Regions from separate parts of the Danio rerio genome. Here region 1 is linked to region 2. The links are chromatin contacts, called in public Micro-C maps. All regions are on one chromosome and are shown on one strand. The core of a region is the stretch at or near the end of the contact, and the rest is flanking DNA. Distances in the headings are between cores, read along the strand shown. Region 1 holds the start of sparcl2 (SPARC-like 2). Region 2 overlaps ccser2a (coiled-coil serine-rich protein 2a).

What was found. A called contact is a pair of places that touch in the nucleus more often than the background predicts.
Region 1: a Micro-C map of caudal fin shows a contact between it and region 2, with 5 times the contacts expected there. The contact joins the promoter of sparcl2 here to the enhancer-like site in region 2. A contact is called at or near these places in 2 of 18 Hi-C or Micro-C datasets (caudal fin and an unstated tissue).

What each region holds. Positions count from the first base shown.
Region 1 is chr17:28,011,655-28,018,858 of GRCz12tu, reverse strand. It overlaps sparcl2 (SPARC-like 2), which reads right to left and starts at 4,483. Exons shown (of 9, transcript XM_068214596.2): 1 at 4,325-4,483; 2 at 3,333-3,418. The coding sequence starts at 3,392.
Region 2 is chr17:27,973,553-27,980,849 of GRCz12tu, reverse strand. ccser2a (coiled-coil serine-rich protein 2a) reads left to right here. Exons shown (of 12, transcript XM_073928595.1): 4 at 66-274. Among named protein-coding and RNA genes, the nearest start is that of ccser2a, 32 kb to the left of the region's middle. Within about 2 kb of position 3,244, at least 4 of the 62 cell types and tissues checked have an H3K27ac peak or open chromatin away from gene starts, as enhancers often do.

The DNA of each region.
Region 1 (7,204 bases), core at 3,234-5,733, 37 kb before region 2:
GAAATATTGCAGTTTAAGTCCTTCTAATATGCTGATTAGCTGCTCAAGAAACATTTATATAGTGAAAAGAGACCTAACTTTTTTCAAAGGGTATTGAAATCCCTCCAGAATTTATAGATGAATGTCCAAAAATTTTTGTAAACATTATTTTTGGTAACATTAATGTCTATACTATGAGTGAGTTGAGTGAGTGAGTGAGTGAGTGAGTGATTGAATGAATTGAAGTATTTTAGCATGTTATGTCCTGAGTGTCCTGTCTCAAATTAAATGAAGTTAAACTTTTTAGTCTGCATGAAAAGTACTTGTCTAGAACGACTCCTAAATATCAATCAATGAATGTATTAAAGGGTTAGTTCACCCAAAATTAAAAATCATGTTATTATTTACTAAGTGGTTTAATCTGATAATTATCAAGTTATGAGAATACTTTTCTGCAAATATAAAATGAAAAAAAAAACTACTTTATTCAACAGTTTCATCTCCACAGTGTCAGTTTAGGGCATGCATGTTATGTGTATTACTTTGGATGCGCATTGATTTATTTGACTACTTTGAGCATACATGCTTTTGTGAATATGCACCCTATACTGACACTGAGGAAAAAAACTGTTGAATAAACCTTTTTATTCTTGTTTTTTGTCCGCACAAAAGTTTTCTTATAGCTTGATAATGTAATGATTGAACCATATAAGGCAGAGGTGTCCAAACTCAGTCCTGAGGGCTGGTGTACTGCATAGTTTAGCTCCAACTTACTTCAACACACCTCCCTGGATGTTTCTAGTATACCTAGAAAGAGCTTGATTAGCTGCTTGGAACCAAAATACAAAGGTCTGAATCAAGATGTTTGTAATGACATGAGGGTGATTAATTAATAGCATAACTTAATTTTTTTGGGGGGTGAACTAACACTTTAACATCAAATACTGTACCACCTATTGATAAAATCTTTTATCATAAACTTCTGCAAGCAAGGTAGGGCCTGAAGCACCCAGTCCTGGCCTATCTGGCAAGCAATAAAGGGAAATTCTTAGTTATATGCTGTCTGTTCAATTGACTGCTTTTATGGTAAACAACCAGTTGTTAATCATTTTTCAATTGTCTCAATTTTTTTCCCTTTTCTTGATCTTGGCAGAGTTATTGAGCATTTTAGGACTTGATGGATGGGAGGCATATTGCGACAGCATGTGTGCAAGAATATCTTTAAAGGGAGTGGGAGAAAGACATGTAGAAGAGCAAAATGTGCACATTTATGTAGTCTGTTAACCATTAAAGCACAGTAAGTGTGAAAGAGTCCTGCTTTCACTTTTTGCACTCACTGGGAACATTACCTATCTCTTTTGTACTTGAAGTCTTTTGTACAAATAGTATTCTATATAATATTTTTTCTGTTAAATCAAATCACAGTAATGCCACATTTAAGTGCCAGTAGATGGTAATCGTTGACAGATTTTATGAGCGAATTGCTGAATTGTTCATTTAACAAGTTGATTTATTTTAACAGTTGATTCAGACAGTGATGGAAAGAGTACTGAAAAATCATACTTAAGTAAAAACACCATTACTTGTCTAAAAATGCAGTGAAAGTAGAGTAAAAGTATATGATGTGACTAGTACTCAAAGTATGAGTAAAAAGTAGACCTAAGTAGAGTATTACGCTGTAAAAAGCTGATGCATTTACATCTAATTTGTGTGTAAACGTAACATTCTTTAGTGTTTTTAGTTATAGCAGACACATAACATCATAAGTTGTTAATATTAGGTTATATTTAGGTTGTGATGTCAGGTGACGAAGTTCAATGTCTAGCTAAGGACAAGTCTATGTTGATGTCCAATAACGACGTCAAATTACGTTGATATTTGGTTGATTTTAGGCTGTGTTAGAAACCAAAATCCAACATCGAACCAACATCTTAAACCAATGTCATACTGACGTCAAATACTAAGATTTATTTTCAGGTATGGCAACCAAAATCCAACATCTGATAGACGCCATAGTGGTAACGTCACAACGTCAAGCTGTAACATCATTAGACATTGATATTTGGTTGATTTTAGGTTAACCATTGAACATTTTAAGTTGGCCTGACCTTGGGTTCTGATGTCAACCCAATTTTCATTTCCAAACAAAGTGCAACATCCCCATGAAGTTGTGGGTACAATACCAATCTGACATCATGTTGACGTCTTGTGCCTGCTGGGTGTTTAAGGCCATTCCGGTCATCATACAGTAAACATCCGTCATCTTCTCATCAGTGACATACATCTAAACAGTCTCTGGGTCATTGCATGTAAAGGTTTTGGACATCTTCCTGGACACTATTACACTTCCAAACAGTTTGCTGCAATTATAAATTGCCCATGTCTTGAGGAAGTTTATTATGATGCAACAGTAATCAGATTAACCCTAGTAATTAACCAGTAATCAGTAACCCTAATCCCCATAGACAGCAAAAAAAAAAAAAAAAAAAAAAAGTAGTGACTGCAGGTTGAAAGAAAGTATTGGGGTAAAAGTGCCGATACTGCACTAATATGCACTCAAGGGGAAGTAAAAAAGTACACAATTTTAAAACTACTGAGTTAAAGTACTTGGAGTTTTTGTAAATTGTTACTTTACACCTCTGCCAGCAGGTTCACAAAACACTAATTCAAAAACACAGCTGTAGTGTGTTAATAAAATCACTGAAAAAATTAAGTCTTCGCTGTCTCAACTGAATTTTTTAGGTTATAGAATTAACCTGTTGATTTAATGTAAATTCAATAATTTGATGAAAAAAAATAATTCTATAAGTAATTTAAATCACCTTTATAATGTATGTAATTCCACTACAGCAGTTATAATATAACAGTAAAATAAAAACCTTGAATTAATTTCTAATTTCTGACAGGGGCAGTTCACCCAAAAGGAAAATTTACTCATGATTCACTCTCCCTATAATTGTTCCAAATCTTTATAACTTTCTTTCTTCTGTTTCACACAAAAGAAGATTCCATAGTATTATGAGATGAGGTCCATATAGAAAAAAACAAGTTCTGCATACAGTAAGTAATTGATTAATGTTTCCAGCTTTCTTCAAAATATCCCCATTTTTCTTAACCAGAAAAAATAAAGTCAAATAACTTTGAAACGAAGAGTAAACAAGGACAGAGTTCTCTTTTTTTGGTGTACAATCCTTTTAATTCATGTTTTAAGATTTCATTAACTTAATACCATAATGTTCATTTCAAATTGCCATTATTTTAAAGTTGCTTTTCCTAATCATTTCTCATTACAGTTTTAAAAATACAAGCACACTAGCAACATGTTCTCACCATATCAACAGTAAGCCACTTACCATGACGACACCAAGGTGAAGCGTCGCAGTCAAGAAGAACAGTTGAGCGAGCAGCTGCATGGCTCACAGAACGGACGTTGACGGATCTGTAACATTCATTCAACAGGTGCCTTTTTAAAGTTCAAGATCTCACCCAGAATGCACTCAGACATATAAAGTTTTTCCTTCACCAACTAAAACTTCTCAGAATGAGCACGAGTGACTGAAGACTGCATTTAAAATTTAATCAATCTCTCACAAAGATTTCAATCCTCTGTAGGACATCCTAAGAGACATCCTTCATTTCATCAAGAAAACACAGCACTAATGAACACTGCACAAAAGATATGCAGAAAAAAAAACCTTCACGTAAACACATCAGCGCTATCAAATCAACTTTTTATATGTCAAAGAAATCAAAAGTGTAAAATATCATACTTATAAATATGAAGACAACAGTCCCCAAAGCGCAAATCTGGATCAAAGCTGATTCCGTCTGATCGCTCTTCTCTTTAAATAACTCACAGTAGTCTCAGTATTGTGTATAAGCCCCGGAGTGCTCATTAGAAGTGTGTGTGTTTGTGTGTGTGTGTAGAAAGTAGTAGCCCCATCACTGGGAAGTCATTACTGTATGTTACGGCTCAGAGCAGATAGAGTTACACTAACAGAGCAGTCGTACTGACAGAATCACCCTTTCATTCCTTTTGCTTTTTCTTTTAATTGGTGTTGAAATTCTTACCAGACTCTCTATTCTCTTATGATCTCTCCTGCTTCTCTCTCCGTATTCCCTCTCACAATATATGAGGCAGCCACATACCTTTCTTTTTCCTCTGCCCCTCCTTAAGTTGTCTTTTCCCCCCCTTCATCTGCTCTCTTTTTGATAAACCATTTCTACCTTCTCCTCTTACCTGGCACTCCGATCCTCCATTTCCTCTCCTACTTTTCCTGGCTTCACCTGAGAAGTCCTTAATTAGCAATCCATTAACAGCATGGACGCACAGACACTCACTCACCTCCACTTACTGTACACATGGGCTGTGAAAAACATCTAAAGACGCAGTGTGAACCTGAACTCTCTCTCTTTTTTCTCTCCTCCTACTCTGTACTACGTTCATCCATCTGTTTCTTTGGCCTGTAAATCTTTTTGTCTGTGGAAAAATGCCAAGCTCAATGAAAACCAGAGCTCTCTCACTTTCTTTTTATCTCTGTCTCTCTCTCCCTCTCGTGCGCATAAACATGAAATCGAGGGCACTGGGCCGGATGGCATGAGTCAAAAACTATGCTTTGAATTTCAAAACAAAACTGTTGTGTATGTGAACTCACAACATTGCACAAATCTTCGTGGAAAACGGTGTTTACATGTGCATGTTGTTTTTCTGTGAGTCAAGCTTTTGCAGGTGCTGATGAGTCTGAGGTTTCAAACTCGTTTGATTATAGTCGTAGGCAATACATAAATAATTTTCTGAGGTGTCCTGCCGTCTAAAGCATCTGAACTTTGTGCCCTTTGACCTCAACATGAATGAAGTCAGCAGGACAGTTTGTTTGCCATTCATCACTTCTGCTTTTGTTAAATGTGTGGGAGATCTCCCACATGTTGGTTCATATGTTATTAATTTAGCATAAACGGGACAATGGCTCCCGTTATGTGTGCAAAACACAACTGTGCAATGATGGCGCCCTCAGCAGTGGCGCTTAGAGCGAGTCTGTGAAGTAGTTCTATGGCGCCATCTGGTGTTTATTTATAAAAATCGAAGGTGAAATTTAGATGTTAAGTCACATTTAAATATTTAACACTAATTTATAGGGTGTAGATAGTTTCAAAGCTGGGGTAAATGGTGAAATAACAGTGTTGATTTCGCAAGTTCATAAATAATACAGCTTTAATTTAAGATATAAAGTGGCTTTACAGAAAACAATAGTATCATAATTCAGCTCATCATTTCAGTCTTAATTAATTTTAGTTAAAGTCTGCCTGTTTATTTTTCTAGTTTACGTTAAGTACCCAAAACCAGAAAAAGCACATTGAGGGTAAAAATCTCTTTTGCAAGTGCATCCTGGCCAAGATTAGGCTGTATATACAGTTCACATGGGTTTAACAAACAAACAAACAAACAAATAACAGGTAACATCATTCTTCCATCAAAACACACATACAATCAGGCAGATTTTCCCAATAAGCAAAAGAGGCAAGCCGCTTAGGGCCTCAGGAAATTTGGGGGCCCCTAGTAAATACCTAGAATAAATTTATACACGACATCGTTTTCTATCATATTTTGTATGGCGAGGGTCTAACAAATTAAATTTTAATGTAATTATAACATCAACGCAAATTTGTGTTATACTCAGAATCATGGAGCAGTTTAGCAATCAAGTCAGGTAAAGATTCAGTTAAAAAAAAATATATTATTTTCCATTTATTAATTAATTCAAACAAATCACTTAAAATGTGTAGATTCCATTAGGAAAAAATTGAAAAAGGAGATCTAGTGATATAAAAAAAACCCTGCAAAATAAATATATTAAAAATAATTACAAAGGGTGCATTTTAGGACTGTTGGGCCCTTTGGCTAAAACTGCTTAGGGCCCCCAAATCACTAGATCCACCCCTGCATACAACAACAATTAAAAACTATTCAGAACATCTACAGGCCAAAGTTTTAAACTTGAAATCATTTAAAATCTTTTTAAAAGCATGTAGTGAAACCAACTCTTTAAACTGAAACTTTGGAGGTTATTCCTTGTAAAAGGTGCTGCATATTTAATACTTCATTTAAACTTTTTTCCCATTTCAGCACCAGTGGTACAGACAATAAAAAGATTTCCTGAGACTAAAGCCTGTAGTTAGAGACAGTTTTTTTCTTTAACAAATGTAAGTTTGGAGATATGAAGGGAGTAAACCCAGAATAGATTTATAAACAAAGATCTGACAATGCTTGAGCCTACAAGTGGACAAAGCAGACCATCCTACCCGAGTGTACAACACACGATGATGACTGAGGGATTTTAGATTTGTCATAAACCTCAGTGCACCATGGTAAACAGTGTCTAAAGCATGCAAAGATGCATGCATATAATAACATTGCCATAGTCCAATACACACATAAAAGTTGCAGAAACACGCTTCTTTTGGCATCAAAAGGAAGACAAAATTTGATTATAAAATAGAAGCCTAAAATAACTTGCAATTATTTCCCCAGTTGCTGAACATGAGGGCTAAAATAAAAAAATTTAAAAAATAAGATAAAATGTATTTTGAAGAAACGTAACCATTGACTTCCATAACACTTGTTTTTTCTATGGAAGTGTATGGTTACAGGTGTTCAGCTTTCTTCAAAATATCTTCTTTTGTGTTCAACAGAAAAAAAGTTATAAATGTTTGAAAGTAAACTTTTACATTTTGCGTGAACTATCCCTTTAAGTTAATAGGTGAAACATTTCATTGTGGTAATCTTTAAGCAAAGCTGACCATATGCTTCTGTTCTGGAATGGCAGTACTTCTTTAATGGCATCAGTTTGATGGTTGGGGAAAATATGCTTAGCCACACCAAACTGTTTATTTGCTGTGAAAGAAAGATCAAAGAAGGAGTGCAAAAAATAAAAATCCTCATCATCACACTGAAATAAAAGCCTGTAGCAACTTACAGCTTAACCAGATTTTAAATAAATTGGGAGACTTTTTGCCATTTGGGATGGCCAAGGAAAATATCCCACCTGACCTGAATTCACCAGAATCTTTAAATTTATGAAGCAACTTCACTTTTAGCTGTAAAGCAGTGTAACACATGACTTTGGTGTCATTATTTTTCTCAGTTTAGTTAAAAAGAGTTTTTGTGCTTTTATCTACCTGCAGTTAGTTAAAATGTACTTTTCATTAATTGTCTACTGTGGCAACC
Region 2 (7,297 bases), core at 1,995-4,494:
TGAGATATAGTGGCTGATAACCCTTGTGGTAAGCATGTAGATCCTGATGTGTGTTTAATTTTTAGGTGGTAAGGCAGATTTACAGAGTGCTCCACTACGTGGTCCACCGCTCATGTCCCCTGAAGTGGACCGTCATGCAGTCTCTTCTTTGGAGCTCTCACCCTCTAATAGCTCTGGAGGGACATACATGTGGGATGAGGAGGGCATGGAGCCACTGGGACACAACACACACATGCACCACTGCAGCAGTTTTGAGTCAGACCTCAACAGCGTCGTGAGTACACACATACATCCAGAATAAGATTGCAGAGTGTTGAGGTTATGTACAACAAAATAAAAAGCAGTACTTATTGACATGAGATGCATTGATCTGAAAGCTTCAAAGTACAGTGAACATATTAAATAAAAAAAGAAATTATATAGTGAATCTGAAAAGACAGGTTATAACAGTTGAAATTATAAATGATACTAATGAATAACAATAATAATTGTTATGATAATGTTAATGTACATACTCAAATAATAGTAACATTTTGAGTAATAGCAACAATATTGTTAGCAAGAAAAAAAAAACCCCATAAATTTTAGTAAAATTGTTTTCAACTTACTGCTGCTACTTCTACTACTATTACTAACTATAATTAGAAGTAACTTAAAGGTGCAGTTTGTATGTTTGACACTCAGTGGTTGAACTTGGTATTGCGTTCCTGGATCAAAACAAACGCAAGCACAGGTTGCCAGATTGAGGACCAAATGGAGCAGGTCGATTTTTAAATTGAGGCTGATTTAAATGGTGTTCTATATAAAAGCAAGGCCACGGTATGGAAGGAATTTTTTCCATATTAAATGGAGCATTCTTTGGAAGCCTTTCTGAATGAATGAATAAATGAAATATGGCGTTTTCCAACAAGGCAACCCGGGGTCCTGAAATATAATTGGCTAAACTGGCATTGGGGGTGGTAAAAGAACCAAAACAAAGATAGATGCTCCATGTAACAGACATTCTCAAAGCAGAATATCTGACTTCAACATTGTTTTCCAAATAAACAAGTATATTCACTTAGCATGTTTTTTTAAATATCTGCAAACATGATATTACATTTTTATAATTTAGAGATGATTATGATTTAGAGTCAAAAACTTACATACAGCACCTTTAAATTGATTTAAAATAAATCAGTACTTCAGGGGCCTCATGTACGAGGACTTGCGTGGAAATCTTACTAAAACATTGCGTACGCACAAAGCTGTAAATGTGCGTACGCAGAAAAAATTTCAGATGTATGAAACACTGCGTACGCCGAATCTCACGCATATTCTTTTGTACATCTGAATGAACGTGAAACTGAGCGCAACATGCACGAGCACAAAACCCCTCCCTGACTCCTCCCCCGTATGAATATGCTAATGACTATGCTAATGGAAAAACCCAACGAAAAAGCAATGGCAAAAGCAAGCAAAAAGAGAAACTTTGAACAGAATGTGAATTGGAGGTGCTTTCAGAGGTAGGCCGGAGAAAAGCGGTGTTATTTGCAAGTTTGTTCTCCGGAATTAACAATAAAAGAAATAAATAGAGCGGGAGAGTTTAGCTGATGCGGTTAACACAGTTGGGTCTGAACATCGCACTGAGTGCATTGAAAAAAGAAATATTGTGGTTTATATCTGTAAAATGTTGCAGGATGATTAACAGTCACAGTGGCGCTACTCGTAAGACCCATGTGTTCAGGAATTGATACGTTCGAGCATGAACTCGGCTCGAATCCAGCGTCTGATGAACTCTTTCTTGTTTTTTCCCCCGCTACATATCAGATTTTGTCAACTATTTATCACGAGAAAGACAAGTAGGAATCATTAATAAGTTCATATCAATAAGCATCATATTTTATTTGCACATTTATTGAATGGAAATGTTTCTGATTCACGCATGCAAATTCATCTTCAGATAGGTATGTAAGATTTCCATACCATACAGTTGACCAGCTAAACATTAAAGCACAATTTGCAGCGGTCGCCTGTTTTCCCAATGTAATCTGAGCGATCTACTGCACGCACATTGCTATAAAGACACTATCTGAAGATGAATTTGCATGCGTGAATCAGAAACATTTCCATTCAATAAATGTGCAAATAAAATATGATGCACAAACTTATTAATGATTCCTACTAGTCTTTCTCGTGATAAATAGTAGGCAAAATCTGATATGTAGCGGGGGGAAAAAAGAAGAAAGAGTTCACCAGACGCTGGATTCGAGCCGAGTTCATGCTCGAACGTGTCAAAACATGTTCACATGTGTCTTACGAGCTACGCCACTGAGACTGTTCAGGGTGCAGCAACATTTTACAGATATAATAATATTGAATGGAAATGTTACTGATTCACGCATGCAAATTCATCTTCAGATAGTGTCTTTATAGCAATGTGCATGCGGTAGATCGCTCAGATTACATTGGGAAAACAGGCGAGCGCTGCAAATTGTGCTTTAATGTTTAGCTGGTCAACTGTATGGTATGGAAACCTTATATACCTGCTGAACCCGCCTCATACAACTGCCATTGCAAGGCTCAGACACTTTGTAGAGAGCAATTTAACACAACTGCCTCTAGGAGTCGCCAATGGAAATAAAACAGACACGCACAAAAAATGTGCGTACGCCTGCCAGAAAGCTGCCGTGAAGTTGCGCACATTCCCACGTTCAGTTCATTGTTAGTAAATCCAAACGTGAGCGATTCTGAGCGTGAAACCTGGCGTACGCAAAGTTTTTGTGCGTACGCAGCGTTGATACATGAGGCCCCAGATCTCTAACCACACCAAAACTATTTCTACTTTATACATGCAGCTGTATTGTAGATTTGCTAAGATTATAGTTTGTATAAGTCCCAGAAAATTCAGTTTGCCGGTTTCTTTGTGTGCCTGTGTGTGTCAGGATCTCTCTGTCCTTATCCTGCTAATTATCTCCTTGCTAATTAAGGATTAGCCTCTGTTGCTGTTACTCGTGACTCTGCAGGAGTCTTGTTTCTAGGTCTTGGCGCTCTGAGAACAGCTCCTCTTCTGTCTCAGCTGTTTCCAAAGTTTCTGATCGACTAACAACCCTACTTAACATTCCAGCGTTTGATCCAGGCTGTGATGTTTTTGCGCAGTGATTCATGATGTCCAGTGACCAAGAGGATTTTAAACAGTAATAATCAGATTTGAAATACCAGTGTTCCCCTGTAGCAGACACACAAATGTACCCATTTACACACGCTAACTTGACTTTGACTTCAGATATTATGTAACTTCAGCATGTATATGTTTGAGCACAGCTGAGTCATTGTTGTCATACAAAACTGGGTTGTTCCTTTGAGGGAGTTTTACGTTATGTTTAGTTTTTGTAATTTGCTGTGGTTTAGGTTGAGCTTTGCTTTCAATGACATCTGGTGGTCTGCTATTAGTACTGCAGACAGTTTGCATTTGTGGTTTCACTATAGTTGAAAAAAAGTTTAATCAAGTTATTGTTTATGCTTGAGCTTTTGTTCAAACCTATTTTCTGAAGTAGTAAATTTTCATGTACACCTTTCCTGGATTTGGAATTGACAGGGTGTCCATGGGTCATGGAATTTCAGGAATGTTACGGAATTGAAGAAGGCTTAGATATTAGATATTGAATATCAAGGATTTCAATTTTTTCAAGTTATGTAATATCAACATGGGCCGGTACATAATTCTGACGGTATGATAACCTTGGATAAAAATATCATGGCTTCATGGTATTGTGATTACTGCTCTAAAATATATTCTTTTTAAATGTCTGGGTAAAAAAACAAAAACATATTTTCTCCTTTGAACACAAAACATTTTATTTTAAGAAACATTTATAATATTATATTATAATATATATAACATGTCAGGTAATTTCTTTACAATTTAAAGCAGCATCTTTGGATATCTTTTCTGCTGGGGACACTGTTGCCCTAAAAAACTAAGAAAAAATTTAATAAAAACGTACATATATAATTTTGGCAGTTTTAAAATTTAGAATTTTCCAAACCATGTTGAAAATGGTTATCTTCCTATGGCTAAATATTAGGGATGTCATTTTAAATTTTAGTTTTCATTTATTAAATAAAAATGTTCTTTATCATGTTTTTATATCACACTGTTTCTCGCTTGCTTAGGATAATGTAAATCTTAAGAGCTGGGTTTTAAAAAAGCAGTCACAAAAAAGCTAAATACAGTATACATTTTGTAAAACAATTACTTTTTGAGCTATCAAGTATAGGAGAAGAAGCACTTCATAGCCACAGCCAAAAAAATAACTGAGCTAAATTACCCATTGTTGATCTTCACAAAGTGTCTATTGAAGTCATGCAAAATTATATTTATTTTATTATTTTAGCATATTATTCAATGTTATATGATTAATGTATAAGGACAACATCAACCTGTTTTCCATTCATTAGAAGTCATGGAAATACAGTTTTTTAGTCGGAGAATGTCAGGGAATTAGACATTTGGTTTAAAGTGGGAACACTTGAGTGATTTAGTTATATTCCTCTTGATGACCATCGTGTCTAAAACGTGCAGAGTGTTTCAGTGATTAACCCCACCCTGTATTCCTCCTGTCTAGATCCCTGTTCTATGCCTATCTTTAACTTAAGGCTCCTGTGGTCTCGTGGATACTGAAATGGAGACGGAGCTTTATTTAGATCTCATCTGATCTTACCTTCAGCCAGTGATGTAATGCCAATCTGGAGCTTGAATTATTTATGTAAACTGGAATTCATTTGAAAGTCTGCAAAAATGTTACAGTTTTGGTTTGAATAATTTTTAATAAATTATTATATGGAATTTAGTTATCTTCTATTAGTATACAATGTAAATTAAATCAAAAGGTTACACATTGATAGGATGTATAGGGTTATTAAAATATACTATTATTTTAAATATTTTTAAATATATTAATACTATTATTATTTTTTTACCCATTTTCACTGACAGAGATTTCTTTACCAGCATCAAGCCAGGTGTGAAGTCCTTAAATCCTTCATTTTAATCTGCTGTTTTTGTGTTTTTTTGATGTTAGGCTTGTGGTTCTTATTACTGAATAAAAAAAATCTATATTATAAAAAATAAAATGTATTATTAAATGAGTAAAAACAAGTATGGTTTGCGTTTAAGGCCACAAGGGGGCACTATGGATTTAGGAAACACTGTAAATGTTTTTAGTATGAGACTATATCTGGTTCTCTGTTATTGTATACTAGTGTGTTTAATCCCCCAGATCACTTCTACAAAGTGCATCTTCTGTTAGACTTAGGAGTTGTTTGTTCTAAATATAGCCTGTCTTGCAGGAGGCATTTACCGGCCAATTCATTAGCTGCTAAATGATGGAGGTGCATAAGCCTTTGTTTTTCAACGCCGTAAGTGATTCTGAGACGGCCTTTTATCGGCTGCTGCCTCAGTATTAATTAGCTGAGAGCTATAAAGCATTGTTTAAGCTTTGTTGTTTGCTGACTTTAGTCATACAGTAAACAGGATTTGAATAATTTTAGCTTCAATATTTAAGCTGTCTAATCAGCTTTTAATTCATTTTGACTGCTTTATTGATACTTTTACATTTCGCTAAATCCCTTTGTTATTCCTAATGACTTTTGAGAGTTGTTTCATATATGTGCTCAATGCACATCTTCACTGATGCTTGTGAGGCTCTACTAGTATGTGAAATTGAATCTAATGCACACATTCAGGGTGACAGGAGCAAAAACTGAAAGATAAAAAACTCCTTTACTCTGAAGTAGTGTCTTGGTATTTTTGTATTATATTTTATAGTTGGCGGTGGAGTTCATGATATTAACATACGCTAGATGTATCTGTTATGATTCAGATTAAACGTATAAATAACTATGATATTGAAATAACCAAGCTAACTAATATGTTTTCAAATTTAGAAATACGTTTAATGTTTGTTGCGTTATATTAATGTTACTGGATGTTCTGTCCTAGAATGTCAGATGCCACTTACTGTAAGTATAGTGTGTGCTGGGATTTGAGTTGTAAGCCATTATTTATATTAAATAAAAAATAAAACCGCTTTATAAAACAACATATCAACAACTGTTCATAATAATTAACCATGAATTATTGTTAATGATTACCAACAGTAATTCATTCTACATACAGAATGTGCTTAGATCAAAGTTTCATGAAATCTGAGCTATTTGATATAACATTATGAATATTTTATAATTGTTAGTCTATGTCTTATGGCATCTTCACTCTGAAATATATTTATGTGGCAGAAACATTTTTTTGTCCATTCTGTATGTAATGTTTTCATGATAGTGTAGTTAGGAACAAATAAATCAAATAATTGTAAATAGACCATTTTCACATTTTAAATCCTTGTTTAAGTTTTTAATATTAATAATTTAATTAACTATGTTTAATATTTTGCACATATGTACATTTTATAAAATTATTATTTTTATTACATCATTGTTGCAATAAATTACAAAAACAAAACAAAACACTTTCTAATGCAGTTATGCCCCTTGCCTGGGACAGTAGATGAAATTTAGTTTTTTCCTCTGCTGTTATTGGAAAACACAATCGTGAAGTTTTTCTTTTGCTACTGTATTTAAGCAAATTGGAATGCAAAAATGTTTTATTTGTGGTACTCTCTTAGTCACTGTTCTTCAAGTTTACCCAACTTAGATGACTTCCGCTGCTGAGAAACTTGGAAATGTGAAAAGACTACATAACATGGACAGGCATTGGCACCTGGGATGTGTGGCACCATTTTTTAAAAATAGAATCTCTATAGTCCCTTTCTGAAATTTTAGGAGAGTGAGCAGAAAGTTTTAAGGAAGTTTAAATTTACTTGCAAGAAAATTATTCAAAAATTTCCCCCATTTCAACTGTATTACTGACAGATGCTTTTCTAATTAAATAGACGTACAGAAATGAAAATATGCCATTTTATTTTAAGGATATCCCTGGCTCCAGACTAATATTTAATACCAGTATCTCTGAGTTCTACAGCTGGTGGCAGAAGCACCTAATTTGGTAGTGCTATCCATATAATATTTATAATCTAACTTTTGACTGAGAAATTCTTATATGACAGTAGCTTGAGCTGAGAATAACTGGAGCATGAGTTTTGGTATAGAGTGTGGTCACGATGTGCATCTGGTCAGTGTTGTGAAATGCACTTACATACTCTTTTCTTTTGAGCTGAACTACTATAATAAATGGTCTGTGCTGTGATCTGTTTATCCCACTTTTGGTGCATTTGCCATTAAAAAATATTATATGGAA